Regions from separate parts of the Mus musculus genome. Here region 1 is linked to region 2. A link is a contact called in public promoter capture Hi-C data. All regions are on one chromosome and are shown on one strand. Each heading gives the region's core, a stretch centred on a gene start, on an enhancer-like site or on the middle of the called end of the contact. The rest is flanking DNA. Distances are from core to core; before and after follow the strand shown. Region 1 holds the start of Ccl1 (chemokine (C-C motif) ligand 1). Region 2 holds the start of Tmem98 (transmembrane protein 98).

Evidence for each region. Promoter capture Hi-C pulls out the DNA fragments that hold promoters and counts their contacts.
Region 1: a promoter capture Hi-C map of pre-B cells shows a contact between it and region 2, with 4 times the contacts expected there. The contact joins the promoter of Ccl1 here to the promoter of Tmem98 in region 2. A contact is called at or near these places in 2 of 39 promoter capture datasets (hippocampal neurons and pre-B cells), 1 of 15 datasets of contacts at CTCF or cohesin (the NIH/3T3 cell line) and 1 of 115 datasets of contacts at active chromatin or transcription factors (embryonic forebrain).

Annotation. Positions count from the first base shown.
Region 1 is chr11:82,178,458-82,183,327 of GRCm38.p6, forward strand. Ccl1 (chemokine (C-C motif) ligand 1) reads right to left here and starts at 1,355. Exons shown (of 3, transcript NM_011329.3): 1 at 1,212-1,355. The coding sequence starts at 1,287.
Region 2 is chr11:80,808,110-80,812,854 of GRCm38.p6, forward strand. Tmem98 (transmembrane protein 98) reads left to right here and starts at 2,257. Exons shown (of 7, transcript NM_029537.2): 1 at 2,257-2,350; 2 at 4,397-4,580. The coding sequence starts at 4,450. It overlaps Gm31228 (a long non-coding RNA gene), which reads right to left. Exons shown (of 6, transcript XR_001780272.2): 4 at 3,780-3,902; 5 at 1-1,020.

The DNA.
Region 1 (4,870 bases), core at 105-2,604, 1.4 Mb after region 2:
CCCCTTCAGTCCCAGTCTCCCAGCACAAGTGCGTGGCTCTGTGTACTGTGCTAGTACTTAAGCTCGGGGCTCTGGCCTCACATCCTAGAGGACCTGTTATCCCATCGCATGCAGGACATTGTAGTTCTTGGTTCACAGACATGGGGCTGGGTGAGGAACTCCACAAGGGCTCAGAAGGAAAAGGGGGTATTCCCAAAAAGTGGCTGGTCCACTCGCCCACACAATCTTCCACATTCCCATCCTTGGCCCTCCCCTCTTTCAGGGACCAGTAACCCCCAGTCTGCTGATTTGTACGCTCTCCTCCCACATCCCACCTTCAACATCCCTGTGTTCTAACCCTGGATCCTTCCTGTCTCGCTGTTCACAGAAACTTGCAGGTCCCCTGACCTCAGGTTGGTATTTTCCGAACAATCTAGAACATGGATTCCAGTTTATCCATACAGAAAACATCTTTAAGAGATATAATAGTTATCTGGCTGTTCACTCCTGTGGTCCTTCCTTCAGCCCCTGCCTGTCATCTGTCACACTGGAAATCAGTCTTAGTCCCTCCTCTGGACTTCAGGGATCCTAATTTGTTTTAAACAACCCCATAGGCCCTTCCAGTTGTCTGTAGGGTGAGGATCAAAATTATCTTCCACACACTAAAGCCACTTCATCTAGAAGGAGGAGGATGAAGAGGAGGAGGAGGAGGAGGAGGAGGAGAAAGGAGAAAGGAGAAAGGAGAAAGGAGAAGGGAGAAGGGAGAAGGGAGAAAGGAGGATGAGGAGGAAGAGAAAGGAGAAGGGAGAAAGGAGGAGAAGGAGAAGGAGAAGGAGAAGGAGAAGGAGAAGGAGAAGGAGAAGGAGAAGGAGAAGGAGAAGGAGAAGGAGAAGGAGAAGGAGAAGCTCCTCCCAGAACAGGGCCAGTCTTGGAACCCCATCAAGAGGATGCTGGCCCAGGTCTGTCTCTGCAGCCACCTAGTTCTAGGATTAGCAAAAGAATCAGAGGAATGGGTTTCAGGTCTGAGCTCCCCACCACGAAGTAGATGTGTGCTCCCAGTCCATAACCTTCCTCCACGCCCAGCGTCCCTATCCCATTACTGCCCGCCATTCATCTCCAGATAGGGACAGAAATGAAGCCAATGATGTCTAGGTAAGCTCTGTTCCCAGCCCAGAGTGCCTGCCTATACATCTCCCCTCCCTGGGCCCAAGCACTAGGACCCCATTACTCACTGCTCTTGCTGTCAACATCCTGTATCCACACGGCAGCCAGCAGCAGGCACATCAGTGCCATGGCAGTGGGTTTCATGGTGATAAGTTTCTGTCTCAAGCCTCTCTAGAGCAACCGCCGAATGTCTGGTGGAGCCAAGAACTCTCTCCTGCCTCACCCTGTACTGAGCTTTTATCAGAAGGCCCGGGGTGCTTTCCCAGACCATGGAGAAGAGGTGGGAGTCCCAGGGAAAAGGAACTCATACCCAATGGCCACATGGAAAACTCCTTTTCTCACCTCTCCTGGGAGGAGGGGGGCGTATTCGAGGTATGTTTGGGTGCCTAGTGGCCTTGGGAACTTCCCCAAGTGCAGAAGCAGATACCAATCTTTACGTTCTTGACAAAATACGTGGGAGCTGTCCTGGCTGAGTGGAAAGTCAAAAAAGGTGAGAGAGAGAGAGGAAGTGGCCCGTACACAGCTTGTCTAACCCACATCATTCCATTCAAAGCAGCTACAGGCCTTGGAGAAGGACAGAGCAGAGAAGGTACAATCTGCATCAAATGGAGCTTGTGTCTGGGTTCTGGCTCTGCCAATCAGCCATTGCACAAACTTCTCTAAGCTGCACATCCCTACAAAATGGAACTAGTAACACATCTCAAATCCGGGTGGTAAGAATGAAATGCAGAGCTGGGGAGATGGCTCAGTCAGCAAAGTACCTGCTACACAAGTGTGAGGACCAGAGTTTGATTCCCAGAACCCGCATACAGAGCAGGGGTAGTGGAATGATCTTGTAACCCCAGAGCTGGAGAGGCTGACCGGCTGATCCCTGGAGCTGCCTGGTTTGCCCGCTGAGCCTAGTTGGAGACCTCCAGGCCAGGGAGAGAACTTATCTCAAAAAGCAAAGTCGTTCACATGCACATAGACACATGTATGCACACCTACATACATGTACACACACACACACACACACATACACACACATACCACAGGTTGATCCTGTCTGTCTAACGTTTGGCCAACACATTTGCTATTAGTTTTATTTCTTTGTTCCCCAGCCCTTTCACAGCTTACTCTGATCCAGACCCTTGCTTGGTTACCCTTGGGACAATTGCCAATGGGGGCAAAGCCTGACCTGAGCCATCTTGCTTCAACCTATAGACAAGCCATGGAGAGCCATCCAACACAACAACGGCTCATTCAAGACAGATCTGTCATGTGGGGGGCACAGGAGAATGTTGGGGACACCCAGGGACTTCAGAGGACCCTTTCCAGACAGTGTTCTATAAGTACCATGTCCTGCAGGCTGCTGTGAAGACAGCACGTCAGGCAGGGGAAGGAGTCTGGAAAAGCCAAGTACAGAGGAACACCCTTCACTCAGCATCATGGAGAAAGCTAGAGCATGGGATGTAGATGCAGATGGGGTTGTGCAGCCAGATAAAAACAGTATATGCAGTGGGCAGTACTTGGGATAAGCAGCTCATAGGAGGCCCTCAAGAAAAAGCAGCTAAGCTTTCTGGCATTGGCATCATGGGGCCTATACACAGTGGGTTGGCTATGCTAACCTATGTTGACCTTAGCCTGTGCAACTGAAAAACCTTCAGTGTTTGTTGCCAACTGAGTGTAACTACTAGATAGTTAGAACTCTTCCCAAATAGTCAAGCTTCAGTCATCCATTTTGCTCTCCTATATCCACCATCTCATCCTTACTGTAACATCGACCTGACCACCTTCCCAGCCAACTCCCTCTGTGCCCAATCTGCTCATTTCAAACACCCTTCCTCCAATAAAAGTCATTTGCCAACCCCTGCGGGCAAATCTCAGCCTCCTTTAAGCCCCTGTGCCTGGATGGCAATCGGAAGTCCTTGTCTTCCCGCATCTCTCCACTGAGGCTCGCTCCGTGCTACCGTGGCATGTCTGAGCTGAATGAGCTTTTCAAGACCTTTGGCAGTGATGACTCTTGGCACTCCTGAGGGAGCTTTGTCGAAACTGGGAATATCTTGGCTCCATTTCAGAGTCAGAATCAAAACTCAAGTGCCTGTACTTGTGAGGAGAAAACTCCAGGCAATTGTCAAAGCACCAAGAGATAAAATCTCCACAGTATGGAGGGTGGGAGGGTGACTTTCACGAGGAGGGAAGTCTTGGGCTTGATGCTATATTGAGAATGGGGGTGGCATAGGAGGCAGAGACTCGAGCCCTGGGTATCTAAGAATAAGATCAGCTCATGATCTTTACACAGCTGGACCCATGCCAGTCAGACCCCTACTGCTTCCTGCCACCCACAAAGTCATTAAAATTACTACCCCATTGCTGCCTCTCTATGTCCTTGTCTTTGGAGGCTGATGTGTTCTGGTCCTTTACCCCCGGGGTCTTGGGAAAGGGGAGATGTGAGTATATAAAAACTGGCCAAATGCAAGTATAGACCCTTTAGACTCGGGCAGTGAAGAAGGGGCCACATAGCTGCCCTGGAAATTTCTGGTTCTTCCCCTGTTCTGGGAGCTGTCCCTCAACAACTAGCTCCCCATCTTCCCCCTCACTGTGACCACAGTATTTCCCAAACAGAAAAGAGGAACTCATTAGTACTTTGTTATGCCTTACCTTCCTGGGCTCTCTCAGCACCTGGAAAGAAGTGACCAAAAGTAGGATTTATCATCCAGCAACTTCATATTACACATGGGTACCCCAACATGGCTGTCGAGGCCCAGGGACTAGGACCATGTGATAGGTCAATAAAGCCTCTGTGGAAATGAGCAAGCAGAAATGATCGTGGATTGGCAAACAAGAGGTGACCTCGGGATACGCACTGTTATCATTCACACAAGCAAGCCTTCTTTCTGTGGCGTGTAGTTAGGAGCCCTTGTCACTCATCTTTCATTTTCTAGGGACCACTGAATGAGGACGGGGATCAGGTGGCTGGCAGCCAGGGTGGAGTCATCCTAAGATGCTGTCCAGAGGCATTCAGCCCAGCCCTGTCTACCACCTGCTACTGAGTTACAGGTCAGGTGGTCCTTCCATAGCAGGCCACGGCCAGCCCCTTGGCATGTGTTGAGCATGGCAGAGCTGCAGAGATGACTTGATCCATCTCCAGAGTGAAATTCTCTATGTATTCCTTCAGGGAGAGGAAGAGGAACAGTGACTAGAGCCAGACATAGACACATCAGATCCTAGTTCTACCGCTTCATCCTGGACAGGTAATACAGGCTTTCTGAGCTGTGTTTCCTCTTGGACCAAGCACAACTCTCTTTAGTACTGTCAAAATAAACTTCCTAAGCCTTAGCCTAATTGTGGGTTGTTGGGAGGGCTCCCTGTGATAGGAGCTGGCTTGAGAGGAAAGGAAAGAATCTCCAGGAGAAGTACTAGGGGGAACCAAGTGAATCTCAGGGGGACTCCCAGATTATGCAGAGGTAGATCTTGGGGAGTGGTTTAAATATAGGACGGGCTCCAGAAGAGACGGTGTCCTGGTGGGGAGGGCTGCAGAAGTCACTGGATCCACCCCTAAAACTGGGTCCCCTTTGCTCCAGATCTGGGACTGCTCTGAGAGGTCCACGGGTGACACCAAGATGTGTCACTGTCTCCCAAACAGGGCTCTACTACCCAGTCTCTTTTGCTACTAGCCTGGTCTACAGACACCCAGGTGTCCTTAATGATGTGTCTTTAACGATGTGGTCACAGTGTCCTTCTGGGT
Region 2 (4,745 bases), core at 1,007-3,506:
TTCAACTCCCACTGTGAAGGCTGAATGTTCAGGGCCTTCACAGCACTTGGGATCAGAGTACAAGGTTAAAGGGGATGGTCAGAATCCTCCAGGTCTATGGTGTGCAGAGAAGCCTGATCACTTCCTAACAGGGATCCTTACTCTCCTGGTCATTATTTGGGCACTGATGTCTTCCATAGGTTTCCATTTCCACGGGGGACACGGCACTGGGTTCTGTAACTTGCAGGGGGAGAGGGTGGGGGGATACTGAATGCCAGACAGTCTTCTCTGATGGCACTAGAGATGCTTCAGTGGGGGTTGGAATGGCAGAAGTTCTGGAATAGTGGGTGACAGCGGGCTGGGAAAGGTATGCAGTATCCAGGACCCCCTTCTCTGCTTAGCGGGTGGGTAGCATGTGGTTCATCGGGGGAACTCACATCATCTGCTCTGGGTGGCTGCTTGTATGTTTGGTTTCTCTTTCGGAAAATGTTCATTTGTGTTACATCTCTTGTGTAGTCATAAAACCTCAGAGCTGGCCACGGAGGTCACATAGTTGAACTTCCCAGCTTAAGCCCATCTGTCATCCAGCCACCAAGGCAAACAGAAACAGTTCATCTAGGAGACTCTCCAGGATATGAAGACACTGCCCCTAGTGCCTTTTTCTGATATTTGCTGCTGTGCTGTGACCTTTCCCTCACTGATAGGCACAGAGCTCCAAAGGTCTGCATGAAAGCACTTCAGAGGGTGATAAAACCACTCCCCAGCCTTCTCTTCCAGATAGGACGCCAAGAATTGGAAGCAAAGGTCCTCCTCCCCCTCCTCCTTCCCCCTACCCCTCCTCCTCCCCCTCCCAAGTGCTGGGGATCAAACATGGCTTGTGCATGTTGGGTTCACTCTACCACTAGGCTGTGCGGTGCATACGAAGACTGGATGTTGACATTCAGTGTCCTCTTGCACTCGGTAGGTTTCTATTGCTGTGAATACCATTGCCAAAAGCAACTTGAGGAACAAAGGATTCATCTCACCTTACAGGCTTCAGTCCTGAAAGGAAGTCAGGGAAGGAACTCAGCAGGAACCTGGAGGCAGGAACTGAAGCACAGACCTCAGAGGAGTGTAGCTTACTGGCTTGCTCCTCATGGGATGCTCAACCTGCTTCCTTATACAACCTAGGACTGCTTGTCTGGAGGTGACATCCCTTGCATTGGGTAGAACACTTGTATCACATGCAAGAAGTCCTGCATCCAACCTCTAGCAGGGCAAAAAAGGAGCACAAACAAACACACCAAACTAAACAAAAAGACTGGGGTCTGGAGGAGACTATAGGCTCTGGTTTGCAGATACTGCATCGAGTTGATGGAGAAATCACCTGCATCCTTTGGTTCTTGTCATCTTAGGTCCTTGCAAGTGGGGTTGTTTTAGATCTGGACAGGCCACCCACGTTTTACTCGGCCTATGCAGGCTCTGCCTTTTCCTCAGGGCAGATCAGGATATAACTAACCATCCAAAGCCCACTCACTTCTCATTGTAAAACATGGTCTTTATAGACTTTGGGATCCTTACCCAGAATAGTCTGCTCCGTAAGCCTTTGCGGGGGGGGGGGGGGGGGGGGAGGGGGGGCCTGGAATCCTAAACTGCTGCTATCAGCTGGCATCTTTAGGCCCGAAAGCAGCCTATTGGTGACTGTCAACAGCCTGGACTGCGTCCTGACCCGTGAGGTATGTTCTCTCTGCAGTAGGATTTTTAGAACGCACGACTGCCTGCCAGGGTCCTGGCTAGGCAGTGTTTAGCAAGACTCTTTAAGTTAGGCTACTGGTTCACTTTTAGCCCTGGGCCAGGCTCTTGCCCCAAAATGTGTGCAGTGTGTCACTGACCCTGACACCAGTTTCCAGGGTCATTACAGAGGAGGGCGGCAAGGCACAGAGAAGTGAGGTCAAATCGCTCACAGCTATTGAGTCCTTACAATCAATCTGCACACAGCAGCTAGGGCAGCGACCCAGCACTGTGTAAACTGTGGGAGCTCCTACCCCCCACCCCAGGCTGTCCAGCTGGAGGGCAGTGGGTGTGGATGCATCCTGCCCTGGCTTCCGTGGGTGCACGTGGAGGGGTCCTCCGATCGTCAGTGACTGTCTCCCAGCTGCCCTGGCCTCCCGGGACGCCAATCCCCAGGCGGCCAGGGGCCTGGCGGGGACGGCGGCGCCTGGCAGCGGGGGATTTGGGTGCGCTGGCTGGGCCGCCCCGCCGGGGGTGGATCTGGGTCGTCGGCCCGCCCGCCCTCCCGGCATGCCCTGCTGCTGGCCGCTGCGGGCAGCACTCGGACTTGGCCTTGGGGGGGGATCGCGGGGAGCCGGCGTACCCCGGAGCTGCAATTGAGGTGGGTGAGCACGCGGGGCGGGTGGCGGGTGGCGGGTGGCGGGAAGGCTCTCTGTGGGCTGCTGGGACACTGCTTTGTTCTGCCCTGCGGAAACGGAGCAGCGCGCAAGTTGGGGACCAAAGTTGAGCGCGCGTACCAGCCTTCCCTGGGGGCGGCAGGCGGGCCAAAGAAGGGAGAGAGTTGGATCTTGATGGGTTTAAAATCAAATGGAGGGGAAAGCTAAGAGGGAGATGGAACGAGAAAGAGAGATGCAGGGAGAGAGGAAAAGTCACGGAGATACAGAGAACACACAAAGAAAGAAAAGCGCACAAAGGAACGCCCACACCGAGGGATCGCAGAAGGCGGCTGAGGGAAAGTTCAAGAAAGCAAAGACCTCAAAGAAAGTACTGAAAAAGAGAGAAGAGGAAAGCGGCACTCTCTTGCGGGATGGTGGTGGAGCTTGGAGAAATAGGGGCGTGGAAGGGAATATGTGGGGAGCCTGGAGAAGGGATACATTGGAGGAAAACATCTAGAGAGGAAGACATAAAAATAAGGAGGAAAGAAAACGGTTAACATTGCTAGACAGAGAAGGACAGCACAGAGTGTCTAGAGAAACTAAGGCAAACCTGTTCCCTCCCCTTCCTGCTTTCCCAACAGAGTATAAGATCAAAACAAAACAAAACAAAACAAAATAAAAACCAAAAAACTCTGTGAGAGAGCAGCGTTTGCAGACTGCTGAGGAGGCTTCCTTGGCAACTTAAGCCAGTAAAGTCCCCACCCTGTTTACCCGTTCCTCAAAATTCAGCTCAATTATCCCCAGGTTTGCGAAGGAGGCTTTTCTAGAAAGTGCCATGCAAATTGCAGTCTCTTTATTACCCAAGCCTGCACATAGCCCACCTACACAGCTGCATCCTTCTTCCCCACCAGTTCATTGTCATGGGGGAGGGGGATCTGTGTCTTCTGTCTCTAGTCTTCAGAATTCAGTGTTTGCTGTAAGCAGATGGTCAATCTGTGCTCCCCGAGTGACCATCAAGAGAGTTTGAATTCTGGGAGACATAAACATCACACATAGACTAAGTACTGTGGCGAGCCAGCCTGGGGTCCTACAGACTGCTGAGGCATAGCACTCCTTTCTGTAGGTAAAGAAACTAAACCCAGGGAGGGGAGGAAACTTTTTCAAAGGTATGCCTATGGGAGGTCTGCCCTGAAAGGATGCTGTGAAGACCACTTCTCTGAGAGGCTCTGGCCTGAGTTTAACACAGCTTGATAGGCTGCGTCACGCTGCAGGAAGTAATGGCTCACGTTCAGGATGGTGGTCCCAAAGGATTGCATCGTGTGATGATGTCCTAGCTGGTCTTAGTTTGTCTAAGTTCGGTCTGGGTGTTTGACAATGACCACAATACCTGACAGTGCATTTCTCAGAACGGAAAAGCATCTTGTTAAGCCATACCTGACTGTTGGTGTGAGAGAAGCTGCCAGATGGTGCTGCACAAGGAATACTCCACTCTGCTTCTAAGTTTTCAACTCTCAAAGTGTCGGTCGGTCACAACCCATCCCAGGGTTCTCACTCTTCCTTAGAAAGGAAAAGGAAGGTGACTCTTCACTTTGGACCAATGGCTTTCTGATGGCCAGCTATGTAGACCTGGACGAATTCTTTAACCTCCTGGAAACTCAGTTTCTTCACCATAACATAGAGATGCCCCATACGATCCTTGCTAGGCTCCACCCGGAGTATCTGACACAGAGGAGCTAGCTCCTGAGTACAACCTTCTTCTGTCCTGGCATTATTTCACTTACATGACTTACAGCATGAAGTCATCAAGGCAGGTGCAAATGTGTCCTAAGCTTCAAAACTTAGCTCATTCTAACTGGAAAATAACCACTTACCATAATAGAGAAGGGAAATTCGGGCGTGGTCTAAGATGCCCTTGGGTTTGCAGGGGGATGTGAGGGAGCCTTGCTACCCTTTCCATCCCCATTGGCCATTTGCAGCAGGTAAGACCCGGCCGCCCCTCCCCACACCTGCCGTATCTTTACCAGGTCTGCTTGACTTTATGTTCCCCACAGCTTCCACCTGCTCAGAGGATGTGAGTGGACTGAGGCTGGGAGCCCCTGGAAGCATGGAGACTGTGGTGATCGTCGCCATAGGTGTGCTGGCCACCATTTTCCTGGCCTCATTTGCTGCTTTGGTGGTGGTCTGTAGGCAGCGTTACTGCCGGCCTCGAGACCTACTACAGCGTTATGATTCCAAGTGAGTAGACTGTGATGGGGTGGGGGTGGGGCAGGGAGCTGGGGGGCTGACAACAGGAAGCCCGAGGGACAGAAGGAATTTGGAGCTGGCCGCTTCTGCCCAACTTATTCTCTCTTAAGCGGTTCCTGCAGGCCACACTTCATACTATAAAGACTCCAGAGCGTA